Linked DNA regions of Mus musculus: region 1 is linked to region 2. A link is a contact called in public Hi-C data. All regions are on one chromosome and are shown on one strand. Each heading gives the region's core, a stretch centred on a gene start, on an enhancer-like site or on the middle of the called end of the contact. The rest is flanking DNA. Distances are from core to core; before and after follow the strand shown.

Region 1 (6,310 bases), core at 3,525-6,024, 350 kb after region 2:
CCCCTTGATCTCCGTTAGTTATCTTGGTACTCTGGCGAGAACTTCAAGTACTATATTGAATAGATAGGGAGAGAATAGGCAGCCTTGCCTTCCTTGTCCCTGATTTTAGTGGGATTGCTTCAAGTTTCTCTCCATTTAATTGATGTTGGCTATTGGCTTGATGTATATTGCTTTTGTTTAAATATGTGCGTACATACAACAATAAATGTAGTCTATGAGGGTGTGCAAAGGAAAACACAGTGGGAGTTATAAGTTTCTACATAAATTGTACTAATTTCACTAGAAAAATTTTAAAAGGTAAAATCTGATGACAGGCCTTCAAGATAAGATCTGAGTAAAAAGAACTGTGATGTTGGCTGTGAACATATAGATGCCACTCTTTCCATAACAATAAATTGTCTGAAATTTAAAAAAAATATATATATAAAGTAAAAATAATATTTTTAAATTTCTGTCTGTATATAAACTTCACATGTTAATGAATGATATAATTGTGTTATTTTGCATGTTTCTTTTTCATTTAAAATTAGAGTATTTTATAATCATTTTTCATGTGAATCAATGGCAGCAAAATATTTTACTTTGTAAAAAAAAAATCTTAATTTGTATAGGTAAACCCACTGTTTAACTTTTTCTAACTTTCCTTTATTGCAAACAACATGAAAATTTATCCATTTGTATATATACTTGTTTCTTTCTAATAAATTCCTAGAGAAGCAATTCTTATCCCAAAGGTATAAATACTTGAACTACAACAAACATGTAAATATTTGAAGATGTCATATGTTAATTTCATTGAGTTAAACTACAACTCACACAGTATGTGCGCTTTTCATTGTGAAAGGAGATAAAAACTTGGAACTGTACATAACCATGCTTTCCATTTGTCATGTTCCTGTGCCATCTTCTCCAGATCCAAGGATAGATGCACCAGATGTTTATGTGGCTCACTGTTTCAGAAGACCGTTGCCTAACCAAGGCGTGGGTGAGTAAAGTGGGCTCAGAAATGGGATCGCCTACAATCTGTATATGTGCAATAACAGTCATCTTTATATCCCATCAAGCTCTATTTTAAAGAAGAAGAAGATGGTCTAGTAAAAAGAGAGAAAAGAGGGAGATAAAATTGTACTTACGGTACTGAATATATATATATATATATATATTACTGTCAGCGCTGCCCTCCCTTTTATGCTTAGGGTGCCAGCATTCACCCTACCAAACATTTTGGAGCATAATTTTTTGCTTCTTTCCAGATCTGGAAATGTATAGAAAAAGCCAACTGAAATGAGATTGCTTATACATGAACTTGTTTTTAATTTTGTATTAACTGTCATTTGACCTTTTCTCATATGTGTGTGTATATATATGTATATGTGTGTGTGTGTATATATGTGTGTGTGTGTGTGTGTGTGTAGCTTTTACCACCTACCCTCTCTTTTGTTTTTTATTTTTTATTTATTTTTTACACTCCATATTCTATTCCCCACCCTCCACCTCTCCATATCCTCACCTCCCCCCCCCCCAAACCCCCACCACATCTGACCTCTAAACTCCCTGGGGCCTCCAGTCTCCTAGAGGTTAGGTGCATAATCTCTGAATGAACACAGACCTGGAAGTCCTCTACTGTATGTGTGTTGGGAGCCTCATATCAGCTGGTCTATGCTTGCTGTTTGGTGGTACAGTGTTTGAGAGATCTCAAGGGTCCAGATTAATTGAGACTGTTGGTCCTCCTACAGAATCGCCCTTCTCCTCGGCTTCTTTCAGCCTTCCCTAATTCAACAACAGGGGTCAGCTGCTTCTGTCCATTGTTTGGGTGCAAATATCTGCATCTGACTCTTTCAGCTGCTTGTTGGGTCATTCGGAGTGCAGTCATGATAGGACCCTTTTTGTGAGCACTCCACAGCCTCAGTAATAGTGTCAAGCCTTGGGACCTCCCTTTGAGCTGGATCCCACTCTGGGCCTGTCACTGGACCTTCTTTTCCTCAGGCTCCTCTCCATTTCCATCCCTGTAATTCTTTCAGACAAAAACAATTATGGGTCAGGGATGTGACTGGGGTGGCAACACCATCCCTCATTTGCTATCCTGGCTTCCTGCTGGAGGTAGTGGCCTCTATAAGTTCCCTCTCTCTTCTGTTGGGCATTTCATCTAAGGTCCCTCCCTCCCTTTGAGTCTTGGGAGTCTCTTACCTCCTAGGTCCCTGATGTACTCTGGGGGGTCCCCCCAACCTCCTATTTCCTGAAGTTGCCTGTTTCCATTCTTTCTGCTGGCCCTCAAGGCTTCAGTCCTCTTCCCTCACCCTATACCAGATCAGGTTCTCCTCTTCCCCCACGCCCCCTCTGTCTTAGGGTTTTGCTGCTGTGAACAGACACCATGACCAAGGCAAGTCTTATAAAAACAACATTTAATTGGGGCTGGCTTACAGGTTCAGAGGTTCAGTCCATTATCATCAAGGTGGGAGCATGGCAGCATCCAGGCAGGCATGGTGCAGGAGGAGCTGAGAGTTCTATGTCTTCATCCAAAGGCTGCTAGTGGAAGACTGACTCCTAGGCAACTAGGGTGAGGATCCTAAGCCCACACCCACAGAGGCACACCTACTCCAACCAGGTCACACCTCCAAATGGTGCCACTCCCTGGCCCAAGAATATACAAGCCATCACACCCTCCCATCAACTTTCCCCAGCACCATTAGTCCCCCTCTTTCCTGCATTCACATCTTTCTGTTTTGTTTAATGACTCATTAAGGTTAACTGGAGCTGCCTTTGTGACCATAGAGTTACAACTATCCATTAGAGGATGGTTGGATTGCCATCTGGTACACAAATGAAGACAGTGACTGAATGAGTGACTCACTTCCCAGAAGTTATCAGTAACCAACAGTTCAAGAGAGAGGGATAGGAGGGATAGGGCCATGACCATTGGTTGACATGAATCTGTTCCTTATAAGTTTTATACCACCACAAAGAGAACAGAATATCTACCCCATTATCTAATGTTTGCATCTACATCTCATCAATCCTAAGGCACAGAAAAACTTGGAGAATACTCTAGTCTTAACCATAATTCATTAGGCCTAATTCATCAGGCAACTTTGACTACACTTGGTATTATTAATTGCAATACAAATCATCCCATTGCTACAGAGCTTCAGCAATGAAGCAACTATTGTGAAGCAGTTTCCTGTCAAGGATCTTGAAAAGATAAGGAGTACCATCCCAGTGCCAGCTTGACCCATGCATCCCTAAAGAGAGAAGGCTAAACGACTATGCTGTTTTGCTGGCAAATAGAGGAGTATGCTTGGCTAGTTATGGAGAGAGATGGCCAAAGATAGAGCCCAGGTGTACATGATTGCTCTGAGGGCAGAAGTGGGATCTCTCGAGTAAGCTGGCTGGCTTAAGTAGATGGATTCAGGAAGGTCTGAGTTCAGGTGAGAGACTTTTACAAAACAAAAGACAGGACATCAACCTCTGACTTCTACATGCGCGTGCATGCACACACACAGACACACACACACACTATAAGATATGGAAAGACTCAAGAGAGGACATGGTACAACATGTAGAAACTAATTCAAGGTTAAGTGTCAAGGAAGACAAACTGGAGTAGAATTGGTTTGCACACTAAAATGGACTAGGAGACAGATCTGCTCTCACATACATCCACAGTTAAACCTTTGAACTCTGTTTGAAAAACAAATAACCCCTCCATGAAGCTGATCTTAGGACTTGGCATACTTCAGATTCTTAAAGCATTGTTTATTACATTCTACTGACATTGTGTACAATGGACCCCTCCCCCCAAATTACCCGGAGAATGAGACATGTCCAATACACTTTTTATAAGACAGTTTAAGTTATCCAGTACCTATTATACTTGCAGAACAAATACTTTCAAACCTCTCATGCAGCTTAAAATTATAAATACAGCTATCATTTTGTAAAACCTCAAAGCACTTAACTCTAGACAGCTAGATTATGTCCCAGGTGGCCATCCTCACTTTGACCTGAATAAATCCTTTGCTCTCACACTTGGTATGTCTTCCTATGCCTGTTAAGTTGACAGAGGCATCCTAAAGGGAAAGAAAAGTAAAAGTGCACAGGTAGAATGAATCTCAAGAACCTGAGATTAGATAAACAAAAACTAAATCAAATGAAAATATTTTCAGCTTCCCTCAAAACAACAATGTTCAATCAAAAGGCTAGGTGGTGAAATCACTTGCATATTACATGAGCATATTATATCCTGGTCTCATACAGGGAGAGTTTGCAGTTAGCTTAAGCTAACCATATAAGACCATATAACTCTTACAAAAGAGTTAAAAGTCTGTATCAGAGAGCATTGTTATAAAAGTAATTTTATCACTATACCCTAATTAACTTGTTCTGCTATGGTTGGTAACTGTGATTGTTACTATCAACTAGTTCTATTATTATTTTCTTTAAATAATAAGATATCTATAATGACAAAAATATGTAATAATATATAATTTAGACTCCATATATTAAAATATTAAAATATGTACATAATAGTTATGTATTATACCTTGTAGTTTACTCTGATCTGATACATGTACATCGTAAATCACCCCTCTAAAACACTGACCACATGGGTGTGTATGACACATCCTTCACAAGTTGTGGAGGTGGTTTTGCTTTTTGCTGATGGTGGTTGCTGTTGTTTCTTCCTCCTTTTTTCCTCTCTTTTACAATCTTGAACTATAACCTAGGCTGACTAAGAACTCAAGCCAGCCTTTAACTCATAATACTCCTGGATCTGCCTCCCTGATAGGAGGCACCACTCAAAGGGACTTACTTGGGTTCATGAGTAAGTCTTGCTGGCTTCCTGTTTCATTGCTGCTGCTGCTGCTGCTGCTGCTGCTGCTGCTGCTTTTTCTAAACATTCTTTTTGTCCTAGTGTACACAGAGCCTCACACATACTAGGCAAGTCCTCTGCCACTGAGCTGCACTCGTGGCCATCAGTTACTTTCCTGGTTTGTAGTTAATACATAGATAATCCTACAGGTTATTCTTCTCTTGGAACCATCTTATTAAAAGGCTATCAGGAGGAATTTGTAGTCATATAATTCATGTGTAAACAAAACATTATTTAACTAAATTATCTAGCCATTAAGTTACACAAAGTAATTGTCAAGAAGATTAAAATTAAGTTTTGTTGATCTTAAAATGTTACTTCAGATATTTTATGGTATATTTTCCTTTTTAGTGAAAATTCCTGGACAAAGGTTTTATCCCGGAAAAACATGGTCCAGGTAGGAGAATTAAACTTGATTTTCTTCCTAACTATATTATTTTTTTCTTCTGTATTAGGATATTTAATTTTGAATTAAAGCAACAAATAAGTTTACTGTGTAGGGAAAAAAAGTTGATCTAGTTTATCTTTAGATCCCACCTATCTAAATCACTATAATGTGTAAGAACACACCCAGGTTCAGTTTTGAACCTCCCAGGTCTCTGGTATACTCTGGGGGCCCCCCTAACCTCCTATTTCCTGAGGGTTCTGAGCCAATGTCAGTATGCCCAAACTGTCCTTGATGGATGATGCTTTAAAATCTTTTTTTTAATTAGGTATTTTCTTCATTTACATTTCCAATGCTATCCCAAAAGTCCCCCATACCCTCCCCCACCTTCTCCCCTACCCACCCACTCCCACTTCTTGGCCCTGGCGTTCCCCTGTACTGAGGCATATAAAGTTTGTAAGACCAATTGGCCTCTCTTTCCAATGATGGCTGACTAGGCCATCTTCTGATACATATGCAGCTAGAGACACGAGCTCCGGGGGGTACTGGTTAGTTCATATTGTTGTTCCACCTATAGGGTTGCAGACCCCTTTAGCTCCTTGGGTACTTTCTCTAGCTCCTCCATTGGGGCCCTGTGATCCATCCAATAGCTGACTGTGAGCATCCACTTCTGTGTTTGCTAGGCCCCAGCATAGCCTCACAAGACACAGCTATATCAGGGTCCTTTCAACAAAATCTTGTTAGTGTATGCAATGGTGTCAGCATTTGGAGGCTGATTATGGGATGGATCCCCAGGTATGGCAGTCTCTAGATGGTCCATTCTTTTGTCTCAGCTCCCAACTTTGTCTCTGTAACTCCTTCCATGGGTGTTTTGTTCCCAATTCTAAGAAGGGGCAAAGTGTCCACACTTTGGTCTTCATTCTTCTTGAGTTTCATGTGTTTTGCAAATTGTATCTTGTATCTTAGGTATTCTAAGTTTCTGGGCTAATATCCACTTATCAGTGAGTACATATCATGTGAGTTTTTTTGTGATTGGGTTACCTCACTCAGGATGA
Region 2 (5,987 bases), core at 845-3,344:
TTAAATGTTTAATCCTTAAGAGTAAGTTCTAGATTTGAGAGATTCTGGCCCCAAGTCCCTTATTTGATATTACTTGACATATTATGGTTAGTTTGAAAATGGGAGAAGTAGAAGTTTGGGCTTCTCTTTACCCTGTGACTTAACTGTCTCTTCCCCGAGTTCTGATACAAGAGTCTTAGGCGAACTTAACTTTTCAAACGCCGAGGGAGGGAGGAAGCAAAGTCCCATCGCTGTTAATTTGTAAACAGATGGAGGAAATAACATGCAAATGTGGGCCATGCGGCAGACCCAAGGGCAGACCCGAGGGTTTTACGTGCCTGTCACTCAGCCTGTCAGCTCTTTCTGTTTCTGCTTTGTCAAGAGAATTGAAGTTTGAAGCACAGCTTCATGGTGGCATTTATAGGGAAAAAAACTTTGGTGTCATAATCTAGATGGAATTTCAACATATAGAATATATGGAATATAGAGATGAAATTTCAAGATATAATGAAAGGTCTTCGTTATAACTGGCAAAAGGTCTTTTGAATTACCTGATTTTTTTTTTTTTTCCTGTACTGCTAAGACAACTGGTTAGGTCCTGCTCCTGAGCAAATCTACATTCACGTTTAGTGTACTGCAACATGATTTACAAAGAGGGTATGTCAAACGAGAGCCCATGTTTGTGGGAGGCTAACAAGTGAATCATTTCCCCATAGTTCTCCCCCCACTCCCCCCCTCGAACCTGTTCCTAAATACTGAATTAAGCACAGACTGGGTACTCTGACTTCAGTGTGCTCAATGCTGACTTATGTGAGGAATAAAACAACTCTGAATGGGATTCCATTCCCCAGGGCACTTTGCAGTTCTTTCTGGCTAAGGGTACAAACTGGTGGTTTGGCTTGTTTGTTTTGTTTTGTTTCATTTCCTTGAGACAAGGTCTCACTTATAAGCTGGCTATTTTATAATGTTGGGAGCACATCCATGTATGGGGTCTAGCTAAGCAGGGATTTGCACACCAGAGCCTTCTGGATATATATATATATATATATATATATAAATTCCACAAGATATAAATGGATTTTTTTCATTTTAAATTGTTGAAATTAGCCTACTGATAACAATAGATCATGTGAAAATGATATGAGATTCTAATTTTGATGCCACCATCAAATTATATCACATTTACTCACGTGTTGCGTACAGATACTTGCAGCTACAGAGACAAAATTGTACAACTGTACATATTATGACAGAGATCATATAGTCTGCAAAGCTAAAAAAAAATTGACTGCTTAGATTTTTACAGGGAATATTGCCAGCATCTTAAACAAACTACAGTTTCTTTCTCACTTATCTTTATTCCTTTCCAGCAGCTGTCTTCTTGGCCCAGGTTGTCACTGTATGTCACCAGGGTTTCCTGCAAAACCCCCCACAGCTAATATTTAGACTTCTCTGTGAGCGTGAATGCTTCCTGGCCCTCAAATGTGTGCCATTAAACCTCTAATGAGGTCTCAGTGTTTACATAAGAGTCGGCATTCTTTGGCACAAGGTCCTCCTTGAGCCTCTATTCAGTTTTATCTTTCTAGCCTCGTCTCCGCCTACTTCCTGATTATACCCTATGACAGAGTGACCATATAATTTTCCAAATGGGACACCTAGGTGTGAAAGGGGCCTTAGTAATAATTATGTTGGGGAAGGAAAAAAAAGCATAAAGCAATAGTGTTTTAGGCAAATCAGAGGGAATAGTCAGCTACTTCTAGTTCTCGCCATTTTGAATGGGCCTCCTGTTCTCTCTGCACCTGTTCCTGATTGTTACCTTAGGCCAGAACTCCACTTCTCTTTTAATCAACTTAAATTTAAATATCTTTCCAAATCCACCCTCTGTAATGCTGTGTCCATGGAGGGAGAGATGCTTTCTCTTTCCTCTTCCTCTTTTTTTAAGAATAAAGAACCTCTGCCAGTGTGACTTACTTTTCCTTGTTAGTGACACAGTGGCAAGTGCACACAGTCAGCCTTCCTCACTGCCGCTCTGAAGGCACAGTCCAGGCTGGAGCCTGTTTTCCTCACAGGCTGACCATTGTGCTGGGCCCAAGTGGCATCGCTGCACGTTTGGAAAAGTGAATCAATCGACTGTGCTGGGAAGGCTGGTGAGGGCTTGGCTTGCAGAATGTGAATCATTCCCTTTAACGTGTTGAAAGGAGTGAGAAAAAAAAATGAGGTTTCGAGGTTTGAGGCCAGAGCCTGGGGTTCCAGTGTGGCAGTGCAGCAGAGTGGTTCAGGGCATGGGTGTTTCCTTGGGGACAACTGAGACTGACTTGTACTTCTGCCACCTACAACCTGTGCTAATTTAGGCAGGTTACTCCTTTCAGTTCTGCATCTGTAAAGTGGGCACAATGGGAGGTACCCCATGGATAGTAGTTGAGAGTTTGAACATGCACTCTGAATAAACTGCTGTGGTTAAGACCACCACCACCACCACCGATAGCTGGGGTGGGATCCAAGACCAGAGTGTAAAAGAAGGAAAGCTGGAGGAAATGCAGGACTGAACTCATAGTCTGAGCAGCAGACTGAGGTGCCCTGAGAGAAGATGGTCTCCACATAGGCGTGAGTAATCATGGTCTTTTGAGAAATCACTTCAGTAGAGTAGGTAGGCAAGGCACACATTTGTAGATACCTTCATAGTCAGAGGATGAAGAAAACAACGTCTAGGACTAGGGGATGGCACAGTCCTGTGCAAATGTGAAAACCTGAGCTTGGATTCCCAGCATATCCGTCCATCCATCTGTCCGTCCCTCCATCCATCCATCCATCCATCCATCCATCCAAGCTAGGCTTGGTGGTGCATGCCTATTATCCTAGCACTGGAGATGCTGAGACGGGGGAATCCCTGAGGCTTCCTGGACAGCTAGTCTTGTTCAATCTGTAAGATCCAGGTTTAATATGGAGTCATGTCTCATGATGATGATGATGTAAAAGCAATAGAGGAAAACACTTGGACAGTAGCCTCTGACCTGTGTATACACACACACACACACACACACACACACACACACACATGTACACATATATAAAGCATGCACACATGTGTTGTAGGATATTTGATTACACTGTGAACTTTGAGATTGTGTTATTTACTAGAAAAAAACAAACCCAAAACCCAACTGTTTCTAGTTGTGGTGTGACTCAGCCCTTGGCACACACCTTTAATCCCTCTGGGTGGAATACAGACATGCCTTTAGTATACACCTTTAATCCCAAACAATAAAGGTAAGGTTTATTTGTAGAAGGAAACACTCTAGTTTGGAAGTGAGTTCTAACTGAGGGGCAGGCAAAGTGATGGATTAGAGGAAGATTTGACAGAATGAGTCAGAGCTAGGACACGCCCAACTTCCACACGAGAGAGGAAGAGGAGCTGCTTAAGAGCAGTGCAGAGAGAGAGGGAGAGGGGAAGGAGGCAGGTTTCCTGAGACAGTTGCACAGAGACAGGTTGAAGAGAACAAGCTAGACACATGAAGACAGAACGAGCCAGAGAATGAGAAGGAGCCAGAAGATCAGAACAGATGGCTAGAGTGAGTTTGAGGCCAAGCAGAGGCTGAGAGAGAAAAGCCATATTGAGTCAGTCAGCTTGGAGCAGAGCTTGAGCCAGAACAGCTGAGTTGAATCAGCCTGCCAGAGTTCAGAAGTAGAAAGGGCGAGCTTATTCAGCAAGACTCAGAGGCTGAAATCATTCTAGGCCTAGATAAGACTGTACGAAGTCTAGAAGCTTCCAGGACTAGGACTCAGTTAGCAGACTGAGGCAGTAAGCCTCAAAGAGAACAATTGCTACAGGAAAATAAAAATTACATCACACCTATGTCATACACACAGCTACCCTTAGATGACAATAAGGAAATGTCTGGAAAGAAGGGAAAACAGTGGAGAGAAAGGAAAGGCAAGACAAGCTAGAGTCGGGTAGAACTATGTTGGTTTAGAAAACGTTTCTTCAGGCAGACCATACTCTTAAAAGTAAGAAGCTGCAGCTGGAGAGATGGCTAAGCAATTAAGAGCTCTGGCTGCTCTTCCAGAGGACCTGGGATCAGTTCCCAGCATCCACATGGCAGCCCACAGCTGTGTCTAACTCCAGACCTGGGGATCTGACGCCCTCTTCTGGTCTCTGTGGGCACCAGGCATACTGCATGTGGTGCAGAGGCAGACATTCAGGCAGAACACGTTAAATAAACTCATTAAATAAACAGTGAAAGGAAGAAACTCTAGGAAATAATAATCCAATCACCTATGCAGACTTTTTTTGATCGTAAACTACTGATTGAAAAATCAGTGCCTAACTTTGGTGTCCGTAACTTGCTGAGAGATTAAAAACAGCAGCCACAAGAACCAGCTGCAGGGTGGTGGCTTTTCCCAAACAGAATGGAGCGAAAATGAAGCCTGGTAGGGGTTTTAAGGGACTGGGTTAGGATTTTGGAGGAAAGGAACATGGTCTCAGTTACAAAGGTAGCTTTCCCATAGGCTGCAGTGCCTGTTTGGCCTGGCGAGGCTCATCTGCAGCAGTGACAAGCTAAGCTTCCCTCCGTAGTCCTGTGTTTCAGTACACTTTCTGAAATGGCTGTGTAGACACGCACGCGCACACACACACACACACACACACACACACACACACACTGCCTTGTGCTGAGGAAGAAAGGACACAGGTTACAGAAAAGCGCCATCTCTTCCTAAGAGTTGCCTCCAATACTCACACAGTCCTCAGAAGTCAGCACTCCTGCCCTGCCTGTGGTCCAGCAGTCTCTCCTGCACACATCAGTTTGTTTGCAGCCCCAGCCTTGAACTTGTCAAACTGACCAGCATCTCATATCTGTTGCTAAACATGTGATAGGCCAGCTTCAACAGATGCTAAGAGGGGTCTTAAAGCTAACAAACTCAACAGTGCCTTTGCACATGTTCGCCAGCTGGTTAAATAGGCAATTAGTTGTACCAAATAAGAGAGTAGGAAGTTTATTTTACCTGATATGGATGCTCTAGTTTAGTACCGTGTCCTGTGTTCACCTCCTGTAAGGGAAAAGTGTATTTGCATAGGTTTGGGGCTGTAATACTGTTCTGCTATACTACGTGTATTTTCAGTAAAAAGAAAGTCAGAATTGTTTTGTTTTGTTTCCAAAAACATGGAAGCAAGTTGTAGCAGATAAAGACAGGAAGCTTGGTGGTAGGGTTCTGAGTACTGGATCTTGGTGGTAGGTGTCTGAGTACTGAGGCTTGGTGGTAGATGGCTGAGTACTGCTAACACCATCGATACTTGTTTGGTTCCCTTGATATAATTTGTAACCAAGACTGATTGAGAAGTGTTTTTTCTTATAGAATTTGTCCCCATGCCTATCTTCGTTTCCTCTTCAATGATGTGATAAAATGCTTAGATAAAAGCAAATTGAAGGAGAAAGGGTTTATTTAGTTCAGGATTCCAGATTACAGTTCATCACTTGAAGCAAATCAAGGCAGCAGGAATGTGAAGCAGCAGCCACTTCACATCCACAGTCAAGGGCAGAGAGCAGCGAGTCGATGCATCTGTACCGGTGTGTGTTCTCCGTTTCATATAGTCCTGGGTCTCAGGCAGGGAGTGCCCCCCTGCACTGCCACCCCCAACACACACAGCGGCCGAGTCTTCCTAACCTCAGTTACACAGTCAAGGTCATCCCCTAGGCATGCTCAGAGGCCCATCTCCTAAGCGACTCTGAATGTCAAGTTAACAGCTAATGCTAAGAAGATGCTGGTCTTCATTTGAAGGAAAATCTCTTCTGTTTAGCCTGGAGGCTTCTTACTTGGCATGCCAAAGTAAAGGCTGAAGTAGAGGAACAGTTGATAGCATGCTTCTCATTTCTTACCCACAAAACAAAACACATGATTTGCAAGATTGGATATGGTTTTCAGTGGGCTTAGAGCATCTCTTACTTGGCTGATAGAGACTTTTGAAAACAAGAACATAAAAATACCTTTCTTGGGGCTGGAGAGATGGTTCA

What was found. A called contact is a pair of places that touch in the nucleus more often than the background predicts.
Region 1: a Hi-C map of bone marrow-derived macrophages shows a contact between it and region 2, with 17 read pairs. The contact joins two enhancer-like sites. A contact is called at or near these places in 1 of 39 promoter capture datasets (cranial neural crest), 1 of 484 Hi-C or Micro-C datasets (bone marrow-derived macrophages), 3 of 115 datasets of contacts at active chromatin or transcription factors (bone marrow-derived macrophages, embryonic stem cells and pancreatic cancer cells) and 1 of 9 other capture datasets (macrophages).

The regions. Positions count from the first base shown.
Region 1 is chr6:34,831,592-34,837,901 of GRCm38.p6, forward strand. Agbl3 (ATP/GTP binding protein-like 3) reads left to right here. Exons shown (of 20, transcript NM_001289656.1): 16 at 914-985; 17 at 5,222-5,267. Among named protein-coding and RNA genes, the nearest start is that of Gm46957, 14 kb to the right of the region's middle. Within about 2 kb of position 4,775, at least 7 of the 459 cell types and tissues checked have an H3K27ac peak or open chromatin away from gene starts, as enhancers often do. A contact at or near this core is called in bone marrow-derived macrophages, where this site is marked.
Region 2 is chr6:34,479,482-34,485,468 of GRCm38.p6, forward strand. The region is part of intron 1 of Bpgm (2,3-bisphosphoglycerate mutase); the gene reads left to right. Among named protein-coding and RNA genes, the nearest start is that of Bpgm, 6.1 kb to the left of the region's middle. Within about 2 kb of position 2,095, at least 55 of the 459 cell types and tissues checked have an H3K27ac peak or open chromatin away from gene starts, as enhancers often do. A contact at or near this core is called in bone marrow-derived macrophages, where this site is marked.